Regions from separate parts of the Rattus norvegicus genome. Here region 2 is linked to region 1. A link is a contact called in public Hi-C data. All regions are on one chromosome and are shown on one strand. The core of a region is the stretch at or near the end of the contact, and the rest is flanking DNA. Distances in the headings are between cores, read along the strand shown. Region 1 holds the start of S1pr5 (sphingosine-1-phosphate receptor 5). Region 2 overlaps Slc44a2 (solute carrier family 44 member 2).

The links. A called contact is a pair of places that touch in the nucleus more often than the background predicts.
Region 2: a Hi-C map of Schwann cells shows a contact between it and region 1, with 6 times the contacts expected there. The contact joins the enhancer-like site here to the promoter of S1pr5 in region 1. A contact is called at or near these places in 6 of 12 Hi-C or Micro-C datasets (Schwann cells, hepatocytes, kidney and 2 more).

What each region holds. Positions count from the first base shown.
Region 1 is chr8:28,064,171-28,070,465 of GRCr8, forward strand. It overlaps S1pr5 (sphingosine-1-phosphate receptor 5), which reads right to left and starts at 3,699. Exons shown (of 3, transcript NM_021775.2): 1 at 3,665-3,699; 2 at 975-1,121; 3 at 1-716. The coding sequence starts at 641.
Region 2 is chr8:28,174,908-28,180,850 of GRCr8, forward strand. It overlaps Slc44a2 (solute carrier family 44 member 2), which reads left to right. Exons shown (of 22, transcript NM_001134715.1): 17 at 645-748; 18 at 837-910; 19 at 1,088-1,158; 20 at 1,291-1,379; 21 at 3,942-4,026; 22 at 5,244-5,943. The coding sequence ends at 5,350. Among named protein-coding and RNA genes, the nearest start is that of Slc44a2, 14 kb to the left of the region's middle. Within about 2 kb of position 4,189, at least 8 of the 93 cell types and tissues checked have an H3K27ac peak or open chromatin away from gene starts, as enhancers often do. A contact at or near this core is called in Schwann cells and liver, where this site is marked.

The DNA.
Region 1 (6,295 bases), core at 2,449-4,948:
CTTGCATAGAGCGCACAGATGGCAGCCAGGATGCCCAGGAAGGCCAGCACGCAGAAGAGCACATAGGCCTTGGCGTAGAGCGGCAGCACGGTGGAGCAGGCTTCCAGGCGTCCCAAGCAGTTCCAGCCCAGCGCGGGCAGCAGCCCCAGCAGCAGCGACAAGCCCCAGGCGGCCACCGCCATCGCCAGCGTGCGAGCGCGACTGGCGGCAGGCGCGGGTCCACGACGGGCCATGGTAAGGTGGCGCTCTAGAGCAATGGCCAGGAGGCTCAGCACCGACGCTGCGAGCGCCACGAAGACACCCCCTTCGCGCGCAAACCAGAGCGCAGGCGACAGGCGCAATGTGAGCGGCCCGGACAGCAGGATGTTGGTGGCGTAGGCCGCCCCAGCGAGCAGGTCCGACAAGGTAAGACTACCCAGGAGCAGGAACATGGGTGCATGGAAGCGAGGATGGCGGCCCAGCACCAAGAGCACAGCCAGGTTCTCCAGCACGATGAAAGCGCACACAGCCAAGCACACTGCGGCGTCCGCACGCAGGCCGGCACCGGGCTGGTAGCGCGCTCCCCGGAGCTTGCCAGTGTAGTTGTAGTGAAGGACGATGACCTCGCTCACCGGCGCTGGCCGCAGTAGCCCGGACTCCATGGGCTGCCCGCCGCCCGCCGCGGAGATGTCGCAGCTGTATCCTGCCAGATGTCCACGGGAGCACTGTGCAAAAGTCTACGGAGGCAAGGACAGTCAGGATCTAGGAATCCTGAAGAAAAGCCCTGGAAGAGGGTCCCCAAACACTGCGCCCCCTAAGGTCTTGAGAGGGTTTAGGACGGAGGAGAAATGTCTGGATATAGATAGATACTCCACACAGAGACTATCTGGAAGGACCAGCCTATAGTCATGGTGGCTTAGGCCTATAATTCTAGCATTTGGGCAGCAGAGGCAAAGGTTCAGGCGTTCAGAGCCAGCCTCAGCCTGGAGAGATACCTTAACGATTAAGATCTCTTGCCACTATTCCAGAGGACTCGGGTTTAGCTCCCAGGACCCACATCAGACAACTCAAAACCGCCTGCAACTTCAGCACCAAGGGATCAACCCCTCTGCTTGGCATTTGTGCACTGGTCTATATGCGAACTAAAAAATAAAAAACAAAAAAAGTCACTTTAGAAGCAAAAGCACCCCTGGCTGCATAATGAGTTCCAGGCTAGCTAGCTTGGGATAAATGCCCCAAATCAAAAGAACAGCAACACCCCAGCAAGAAGGCTCAGTGCTGTGCCTGCCACCAAGACTGATGGCTTGAGTTTAATCCCCAGGACCTACACGATGGGAGGAGACCTGTGACTCCCAAAAGTTGTTTTCTGACCTACACAGCACACAAAATAAAAGTTAAAGTGTTTGGTTTTTAAAAGGCACCTACCTGTAATCCAGCACTCTAGAAACGGCACAGAGGGTGACTATTGGAAAGTTGGTGGAGGTGTAAGCTGGGCATCTAATGCACATCTGTCCCCCAGCAATTGCCAGATGGGGGGTAGGACTTCAAGATTATCTTTAGCTACATAGTAAGTTTGAGGGCAGCTTGGGCTCCCAGACTCTGGGTCAAGATCAAATAAAACCAAAAGGAACTATTGTAACACAAAAGCAGAGACACATCCAGATGCATACACACCCATAAACAAATGAGAATTCAGAAAATCGCCGCTGTAAAGACAACCACAGATAGGGACACCAAACAGGGAAGGGGGTTCCACACGGACAGGACATGGACACACTGGCCTGGCTGGGGACCTGTAGCTCAGTGGAAGACTAACATGCTCAGGTGACCCTGAACTCCAGCCTCAGCGTTGGCTTCCTCCCCATTCCAAACTGCAGGGGAACATGAGAGTTTATTTCCGCATGAAACATTTCACAGTGACAGAAGCCACCACAGGGGCTCAGCCCTGAGAATGGTCTCACGCCCAGTAGCACAATTTCACAACCTCCACCCACAACCAGCCTGGGGCCCAGTGCCCCATACTGCACATGAGAAATACATAGGCTTTTCCTTGTTTTTGTTTGTTTGTTTGTTTGTTTTTGTTTTTTCAAATGTTGCTGGGTGGTAGCGGTGGGGCACGGCTTTAACTTGGAAGGCAGAGGCAAGTGGATCTCTGTGAGTTCGAGGCCAACCTGGTCTACAAAGTGAGTTCCAGGACAGCTTGGACCACACAGAGAAACCCTGTCTCAAAAAAAAAAAAAAACAAAAACAAAAAAAAACAAAACAAAAAAAAAACAAAAAACAAAACAAAACAAAAAACAAAGCACCAAACACACAACAAAACAAGAACAACAAAAGAAGAAAATGTGTTTCCTCAAAGCACCCGGGAGAATGTTGATCCTGGTCACTCCTTGCACAGAGTCAGAGGTCCTCGGAGACACACATGTCATTAAATCACCTACCCTTTAATCCTCTCAGCAATTCTTCACTTAGTTCCAATTTACAGATAAACAAAAACAGGTTCCTGGCAAGATGGCTCAGTGGGAAAGGGAGTGCCCACTCAAGTCTGGAACCCACACAATATAAAGAGAGAACCCAATCCTCACAGGCTGTCCTCAGACCTCCATGTTCATGGTGTTTGTGGCACACATATATTCACAGTCCCACCCACCCATCCACCACACACACACACACACACACACACACACACACACACACACACACACACAAGTAAATGAGATTTTAAAATAAATTGTTTTTGAGACAGTCTTCATTTGCAGCCCTGCTGACCTGGGTCTATATTGACCAGGCTGACCTGAAAGTTACAGATATTCAACTGTTTCTGCCTCCCAAGTGCTGGGATTAAAGACACACACACATCACCATGCTCTTCATAGAAGTTTTGGACACACTTTAAAAAAAAAAAGCCTCAGGTACCCCAGGCTGGGTACTATGTAGCAGAAAATTATATTGCATTTCTGATCCTCCTGCCTTACCTCCTGAGTTTGGAGGTCACAGGAACATGTCACCACTCAGTTTATCTGGACATAAATCCCTAGGCTTTCTGCATACTAGGCAAGCCTTCTACAAACTGACCCAAATCCTGAGGCCCTCTTAGTCCCATTTTACAGACGAACAGAATGAGGCTCCAGAGAGATGCCTTACATAGAGGTAGACTCACAGATGTCCATCTCTTATACAAAGACGACCCCACAAAAACAATACCACAGTTCCCCGACCCTGCTTCAAAGAAACAGATTTGCCTGGAAGGCAAACGGGGGGGGGGGCGTTCCAGACAGTTTCAGAGTAGCACAGATAGACTTGGAGTACTGAACCACTTTGAATGCAGGAGAGGCATCAAATACAGAGATACAGGTTAAACAGCTTTCTCTGCTCGGTTCACTCAGGAGAGGGTAGATGGGACTTTTATACCAACACCCGCAGTGACCTGACATGCCCGGAAATGAGAATGATACTAGGAAAAGCTTGAAGGAGCCCAGTCAGGCTAAGCTGGAGGGTTCCTGGGGGCCCCACTCCCTTCAGGCAGGGGCCTGCGATTACCCCTGGAGTTTTCTGTTTTCTCTGCTGGGGAGGTTCCATAAAGGATCTAGAAACCCCAGCAAGGAGCGCTGTGCCTTTTCAGCTCTGCAGTCGCTCCAAGGAGCCGTCCCACTTGCCGCAAGTTCCCCTAGTGCTGGACACTCACCCTTGCGCCTAGGTCCGGTCGTGCGCCCTAGGCGGTGCGCCTGGGAACACTGGACGGATGCAACGGGGGCGGGGCTGGAAGTGGCAGGTCTAAGGGCGGGCCCGCGACGCCGAGTGCTGGCGAACGCCCGCAATTGCCCCCTCCTTCTTCCAGCCCCGGATTGCCAGCCTGTGCCACCCGCCGCGGCACCGGAGAGCGCCTCAGCGGCGACTGGTACCAACAAGTCCTAGCTTCTCCCTCGGATCCCCTCCCCGGGACACTCGAGGTGGGAGGGCTCAGAATCGCAGGAAAGAGAGGGCTTTTCTAGATGAACCACTCTCCTACTCCAGATAAGGGGTCCTGTCTGTCTCCTGCTGTCTGGACCCCTGAGCCTGCATCCCAAAGACACCTTAAGGGCTCAGTACCTGGGCTCAATTTACGAGATACTTTTTTTTTTTTTTTTTTTGGTTCTTTTTTTTCGGAGCTGGGGACCGAACCCAGGGCCTTGCGCTTCCTAGGCAAGCGCTCTACCACTGAGCTAAATCCCCAACCCCACGAGTTACTTTTAATTGGCGCTGCTGCTGGAGTCTTCTGGTCCTCACCAGGTGGGGACAGGTCTCCTCTGCTCCGCAGCACGGGGGCCCTTCCCCACTTTCCGTTCATTCTGCTAGGCAAGAGGGGGAAGGGGCGGGTACAAGAGGGATAGTGGAGGTGGAGGGAACTTCCCGGTCCCCAAATAAGTAGGATCTGATTCCTCCCGCCCTATGGCTTCTCTGTCTCCACCCCACTTCTTTCAACCTTTAGGATCTAAACCATGAAATTTAACACTTGTGTTTCTGGCGTCAGGGATTTGAGGCTGTCTTGGGCACAGATTATGGCCAATAAACACTTCTGAATGAGTAAGGTAATAAATGATAAATGGATGTCTGCTATATCTCTGTCCCCTGGGTCTCTTTAAATTTTCTTTCGTTCCTTCTTTCTTTCTTTCCTTCCTTCCTTTCTTCTTCCTCCTCCTCCTCTTCCCCCTCTTCCCCCTCCTCCCCTCCTCCTCCCCCTCCTCCCCTCCCCCCCCTTCTTTTTGGAGACAGGATTTCTCTGTGTAGTCCTGGTTGTCCTGGAACTCGCGCTGTAGCTGGCCTCAGATCTGCCTGCCTTTTCCTCCTGAATGCTGGAATTAAAGGCGTGCACCACCATTCCTAGCTTTAATTTTTTCTTAAAATTACGCTTATTTATGTATCTGTGTATGTGCATGCGTGTGTGTACTATGTCATGTATATGGAGATCAGAGGACAACTTGTCAAAGTTGGTCCCCCCCCCCATGTGGGTCCCCAGGACTAACTCAGGTCACGAGTGTGCTTTATGCAGTGATCCATCTTTGTGGCTCCTCTCAGAGCCTCGTGGTTTCTCCCTGTCTCTTTGAGTGTGTCTCTCTTCCATGCTGTCTGTGTCACTCTCCTACCCCTCTCCCAGGCCACTCCTCCAGCAGGTCAGTCTCAGCTAGCACTACCCGCCCTCCTCCCTTATCTGCCCCTTTAATTCCCAAGAGATTCCTGCCAGGGTCCAGCTCTTCCAACCTCAGACCTGTGCCCACAGTCTGGTTTCTGGTGACTGTTTTAATGATCTTCCTGGGGGCTGTACCCTTTGCCCAGGGTCACTCCAGCCCCATCTGGCCAGCTGTGGGGGGCGGGGTGAGAGGCGAGTACATATTAGAAATCATAGGAAGTGACTCTAGCGTTGTTGCCCGTGGGAGGAATCACGAAATGTCCCAGGCTAGATCACACCTCCGTTGAACCTCTTGGGAGAGCTCTCTCAAGTAGACCCCTATGGGATCCCCATGGCTCGAGACCCAGTTGTTCCAGTGGGCAGAACCGCTCCTACCAGTTTGAACCAATCAAAACCACGCACCTGACAGCATGGCCAATGGGATGTATGGGTCGGGCCTTAAGTGCTTGGTTCATCACAACTCCAGAGACCGGGCATATATATTTGGGGGGAAGGGAATTGTGCCTGGAAAACGAGTCTCGGGGCCTCTCCTGGTAACCAGTAGGAGCTTGACAAATGGTCTTCTGTATCAAAGGGGAAGCAGTGTGGGAGGTGGCTGCTTCACACCTCCCAGGCGACAATATCACCTCCTGTGAGCCCTGCCAGGCACAGTGGGACTCTTCCGGCACGCTGGGGGCCATAGGTCCCAGGCCCAGCTGCCTACACTCCTGCAGACACCTTTCTTTCTTTCCCATAGACTAGGACACCGGGACTTAGGCTGCAGCGACCTGGACAGATGTCAGGAGATACACTGACCATCCGTGCTTCTGTCTCTAATTTTCACTTCACAGCTGGAACCAACACTTGTTGCTGCTGGGATTGGTCTCTGTTCTGCTCCAAAACCAGCCGGGTTCCCTATGTCTTTTAGGCTAAGTAGCCCACCCAGCCCCATGTCTTGATATCTTATACACCCTAACCCTCTCAGTCCCAGCCCTACTGGCCTCCTTATTCTTCAGAGATGCCTAAAACCTTTGTGCCTGGGCCAATGAGATAGCTCAGCTGGTAACACTGTTTGCTGTGGGTCTGCCAGATGGCTCAGCCAGCTACCAAGCCTGACGACCGGATTGAACCAATTCCAATTCCAGAGAGTTGTCCTCTGACCTCCACAGG
Region 2 (5,943 bases), core at 2,939-5,438, 110 kb after region 1:
CCAGTACTCCAGAGTCAGGCAGAGCTGTTGTGAGAGTTCGAGGCCAGCCCTGGTCTACAGAGCCAATTCTAGGACTGCCAGAGCAACAAAGTGAACCCCTGAAAAGTCAAGTGAACTGCTTGGAGTCCTGGGTATCTGGAGGCGGGGTGGGTCCAGGGAGAGCAGCTCTGGCTAGCAAGGCTGTTTTGTTTTGTATTATTTTGAGGCAGCTTTTTTCTGGAGAGTCCTAGCAGGCCTCAAACTCTGATATTGAGAGCCACCTGCCTCTGTTTCTGAGGGCTTGGATTAAAGTTATACATCGCCACCCCTGCTTTGTTTTTTTTTTTTTTTTTTTTTTGGTTCTTTTTTTCGGAGCTGGGGACCGAACCCAGGGCCTTGCGCTTCCTAGGAAAGCGCTCTACCACTGAGCTAAATCCCCAGCCCCTCCTGCTTTGTTTTAAAAGCATTAAATAGCCAAGGATGATCTTACTTCCTGATCCTTGGAGATGGCAGTGTGATTAATTTTCTTACGCTGAGGCAGTGTCACTAAGTTGTTGGCCTTGTAGTTCAGGCACACCTCAGACTTTGAAGTCCTTAGCTGTCTTGCTGGAGTCTGGGGGGGGGGGGGGTCTCATCTTACCTTCATACCTTCCCTTCTCTTTCAGCTGCACAGAACAAGTTTGCCAAGTTCCTCATGGTCTGTCTCAAGTGCTGCTTCTGGTGCCTAGAGAAGTTTATCAAATTCCTGAATAGGAATGCCTACATCATGGTGAACGACAGGACCGAGTTGCTGCCCTGGGTGGGAGGATTCCCCATCTCCGTCCCCTGGGCCTCAAATCTCCTTCTGTTCACTCCAGATTGCTATCTATGGCACCAACTTCTGCACCTCAGCCAGGAACGCCTTCTTCCTGCTTATGAGAAATATCATCAGGTTAGGGGGACACCCCTTCATCTCCCAGCCTGCCTTTCCCATCTCACCTTTCCCAGCCCTCCTCCTGCTCTAGCCCCCTTTCTCAACCAGTCTTCCACTTATTGCGCCTCCCCTCCCACCTCTCCCCTCTCCCCATCTGAACCTACCGTCCCACTGCCCCTTCACTCTCCCCTACAGGGTGGCCGTCCTGGACAAAGTTACAGACTTCCTCTTCCTGTTGGGCAAACTTCTGATTGTGGGTAGCGTGGGTGAGTGGAGCCAAAGGGCCTGTCTATACTGGCATGTGGGAGTCAGTTGGGAGTGACTGTAAAGTGGTGTCAGGCTCGGGTAATCTCGGAGCCCTTCCTTGGGGACTCAGCATGTCTCTTCATCCACCACAGGCATCCTGGCCTTCTTCTTCTTCACCCATCGGATCAGAATTGTGCAAGACACGGCCCCACCTCTCAATTATTATTGGGTCCCCATACTGGTGAGCACCTTTGGGGGACAGACGAGGGTCAGGGGTGGTAGGTAGGGGTAGGGATTTGCTTAGATTCCTTTGGTGAAGGTTAGGGGTGGAACAGTCATTGGTTATTTGGTCCCTAAATCTTTACTGAATGCCGGCTGCATACAAGGCAGGGGATGGAGGGACTTTTCCTTGAGAGGCACTAGAGTTACTGTCATTAACATTTGTTTGCTTTGTGCGGGGTGGATGCACTTGTGGAAGGAAAACAAAGACTCTCAGACACTTGTAGGAAATTTGGTTCTCCAACCATGTTTTAGGGATTGGACACAGGTCATCTGGCTTGGTGATAAGCATTTCAGTCACCAAGCCATCTTGCCAGCCCTAATAATAATTAATAATAGGTCTTATTATTACTATTATTGTAGGAAAATATTATTTTGTTATTTATTTAGGGTATCCGCCCCCCCATTTTGTTCGGTTTTTTGAGACAGGGTTTCCCTGTGTAGCCCTGCCTGATCTGGAACTTGCTCTGTAGACCAGGCTGGCCTGCAGTTCACAGAGATCCACCTCCTTTTGCTTCCCATGTGCTGGGACTATATACCACCACTGCCCTGCTCTCTTCTTGTGTTTTGAGGCAGGATCTGTCTACATATTCTGGCTGACCTGAAGCTCTCTATGTAGACCAGACTGGCCTCAAACTCTGTGTTTTTGTTTTTTATTTTGAGACAAAAGTCTAAAGCCAAAAGCTTTGGCTGATTTGAAACTCCATATTTAGACCAGGCTAGCCTCAGACTCATAGACACCTGCCTGCTCCGGCCTCTTAAGTGCTATAGTTTTTTTTTTTTTTTTAAACATTTATTATGTATATGTGTACATTGTAGCTGTCTTCAGATACACCAGAAGAGGGCATCAGATCTCATTACAAATGGTTGTGAGCCACCATGTGGTTGCTGGGATTTGAACTCAGGACCTTTGGAAGAGCAGTCAGTGTTCTTAACCACTGAGCCATCTCTCCAGCCCTTAAGTGCTATAGTTAAAGGTGTGTGTCTTTAGTATTTTGGTTTTTTTTTTAATTTTTTTTCATCTTTATTTACTTTAGTATTTCTTATTTACATTTTGATTGTTATTCCCTTTCCCGGTTTCCGGGCCAACATCCCCCTAACCCCTCCCCCTCCCCTTCTACATTGGTGTTACCCTCCCCATCCTCCCCCCATTACCGCCCTCTCCCCAACAATCACAGTCACTGGGGGTTCAGTCTTGGCAGGACCAAGGGCTTCCCCTTCCACTGGTGCTCTTCCTAGGCTATTCATTGCTACATATGAGGTTGGAGCCCAGGGTCAGTCCGCCTTTAGTGTTTTTTTGTTTTATTGTTTTTTTTTTTTTTTTTTTTTTGAGCTGGGGACCGAACCCAGGGCCTTGCGCTTGCTAGGCAAGCGCTCTACCACTGAGCTAAATCCCCAACCCAGCCTTTAGTGTTTTTTATGATTTTTTTTTATTGTTTAGTTTTTTAAAAGATTTATTTACTTTATATATGTGAGTACACTGTTGCTTCAGACACACCAGAAGAGACCATCAGAACCCATGACAGATGGTTGTGAGCCACCATGTGGTTGCTGGGAATTGAATTCAGGTCCTCTGAAAGAGCAGCCAGTGCTCTTAACCACTAAGCCATCTCTCCAGCCCTTTTTCCGATTTCCTGACTTTTATGTGTTTTGGTGTTTTGCCTGCATGTGTGTCTGTTTATCACATGCATGCACGATGCCCATGGTGGCCAAAAGAAGGCATCATGTTCTCTGGACCTGGGATGTGAGGTTACGGATGACTGTGAACTGCCATGCGGGTCTGAGAATTGACCCCAGGGCCTTTGCAGGAGCAGCAGCCGTGCAGCAGGAGGGCAGTGTTGCTCTCGCTAAGGACTCATGTTCAATTCCCAGCGACTGCACTAGACTATGTAACTCCAGCTCCAGGTGATCTGATGTCCTCTTCTGGCCTCCCTGAGCAATTGCTCTTAGGTGCCTGTGCCCGTACCTAGAATCAAAACTAAAATGAGGGAAAACAGGAAGTGATTTACTCATCATAGCCACATTGGCATGACGAATAAATAAATGATTTATTTTGAGACCGGGTCTCACTATGTAATCCTGGCCAGATTGCAACTCTGTGTACACCACGCTGGTCCTGAGCTCATAGAGATCCCCCTGCCTCTGTCTTCCAAGTGCTGGGATGAAAGGCATGAACCACACATGAAGCTGAGAGGGAAATGTTTTTAGGGCTGGAAAGACAGCTCAGCAGTTAAGAGGACAGTTACTCTTGCAGAGGGCCTGGGTTCAGTCCTCACCTCCAGCCCCAGAGGATCTGGCAACTTCTGATGCTCTGGGTTATCAGGCTACACATATAAACATGCCAGCAAGATACTTGCACAAATGTTTTGTAAAAGGTAAACAGATGTTTCAAAGATGAGGCAGGGGGATTGCCATGAATTCTGTAAATACAGTCTGCCTCTTGGCTCATGAGAGTAAGAGGTTTCTCAGCCTAGGGAGGACAGTGATGGGGCCAGCTGGAAAAACGATGTTTTCTCTTGAATAGACAGTGATCATTGGCTCCTACTTGATCGCGCACGGCTTCTTCAGCGTCTATGGCATGTGCGTGGACACACTGTTCCTCTGTTTCTGTGAGTGACCCCTTTATCTCAGCACACCAGGGGCCCTGACTTCCTTCTCCCCAGAGGACAGGAAATGCCTCCCTCTAATGAAAGCACAAAGCCACCCTCACCCCAGAGTCCCCCAGGGCCAGAGGTGTTCCTTCTAGGCCCACGCATGCCTTCCTGGCCTCCTCACCACACTTCAAGCTAACTGTTCCTCACCCGCCTGTCCAGACATAGCTGGAATATTCTATCCCCTGGGTCTGTGGCTTTGAAATTTCTGGCTTTGTTGGGGACTAGTGCAGGGTTCATGGGTGCCACTAACTCTGGTCTCCACGTGTCTTTTTCTTCCTCCTCCCCTTCCTCCCCCCCATGCCTGCTGGCTTCTTTTCCGTTTTTTCCTCTGCCTCCCTTTTCCAACCCCCTTCTTTCCTGACCACCCTATTTTCCACCCCTGCTGGTTCCTGGGGGGCCCAGGTGAGGACCTTGAGAGGAATGACGGCTCTCAGGAGCGACCCTACTTCATGTCGCCCGAGCTGAAAGACATCCTATTGAAGGGGAGTTCGCAGGCGGGCAAGCAGGAGGAAGTTGAGGAGGAGTAGAGAGTGAGGGAGACTGGCAAGCTGGCCAGTGGGCCTCTGGAGACCGGGTTTGTGCATGTGATGGTGCTTCTTTGACTGGGAACGTGGGGCTCCTGTAGTCCTTCCTCATCCCTTTCTTTTGCAAAACTAGGCAGTCATCCTATCCCGGAGCCGAAAGCCCATCCATCCTCTCACTGGGGCGTTTAGTCGGAGACTCAGCCGCTGAGCCACGCCCCCAGTCTCTTGGAGGGTGGGGGGACTAGGCAGGGGCTCAGCCCCTGAGCCACGCTCTCAGCCCCTCTCTGGGTAATGTTAGGCCGTAGCTGTCCCCAGCCCCTCGCTGGGGGATGCTAGGCAAGTGTTCTGCCACTAAACTAAGCCCTGGCCTTGTTAACTTTGTAGTTTGAGACAATGTCTCACTCGGTTGCCCAGGCTGGCCTTGACCTTAAGGTAGTGAAAGCAGGCCTTGAGGCTGGCGTTGTTCTGTTTCGGCTTCTTAAATACCTTGGGTAACAGACCTTTGCTGCTACGCCCTGTGCTCCTGTGTGTTGCGTTCTAACCCTGAGGCTTCTCTACGGCCCTCTGTTCCCCTGTTCCCCGTCCCCAACCCCCACGCCTTCCTGTCAACTCCCTCTCACATCACGTGCTTTGGGGCTCTGTCCACAGTGGAGGATCTGGAGAGAAACGACGGCTCAGCCGAGAGGCCTTACTTCATGTCTTCCACTCTCAAGAAACTCCTGAATAAAACCAACAAGAAAGTAGCAGAATCCTAAAGATGCCTGCCGCCCAGCCCTCTCAGGACGCTGTGATCCGGTGCTTGCTGTGCAGCTGGGTCCCAGTTCCCAGCTCATCAGACTTGTGTAACGTCACATCACTGCCTCTCTGCCACCCTCCCCGAGTCCCCATTTCCAGGGACCCAGAGGAATTGGGGCATCTCTGTCCTATGCCAAAGGGCACTTGGGAGTTTTCGGTGCAGCCCTGGGAAATGGGACAGAATGGGTCTCTCCAATCCTTGCTGGCTCAGACGGTGCCAATATGGCGAAGCGACTTGAAGTTGAGGATGGGAGATGGCCCGAGGATGTGTGCAGCCAACTTCTTTGTATTTCGGTAACCCTTCTGGCCAAGAGGGGAAGACTGGATGAGACGAGCTCAATGAACACTAGCTCCAAGCTTCCTAGCCAGAATAAAACTGGATCTCCACGACTGGCTGATGTCGCCTAAGGGCCAACAAATAACATGTCTCACTCTTAGTCCTTTGCAGCCTAGACAGACGGTAAGAGGCCCACCTGCTTCTCTTCCACCAGGCTCCATAGCTGAGTGGAGTCACCAAGAGTGCCTTCACATGTAACCCCACCTCCAGCCTGGG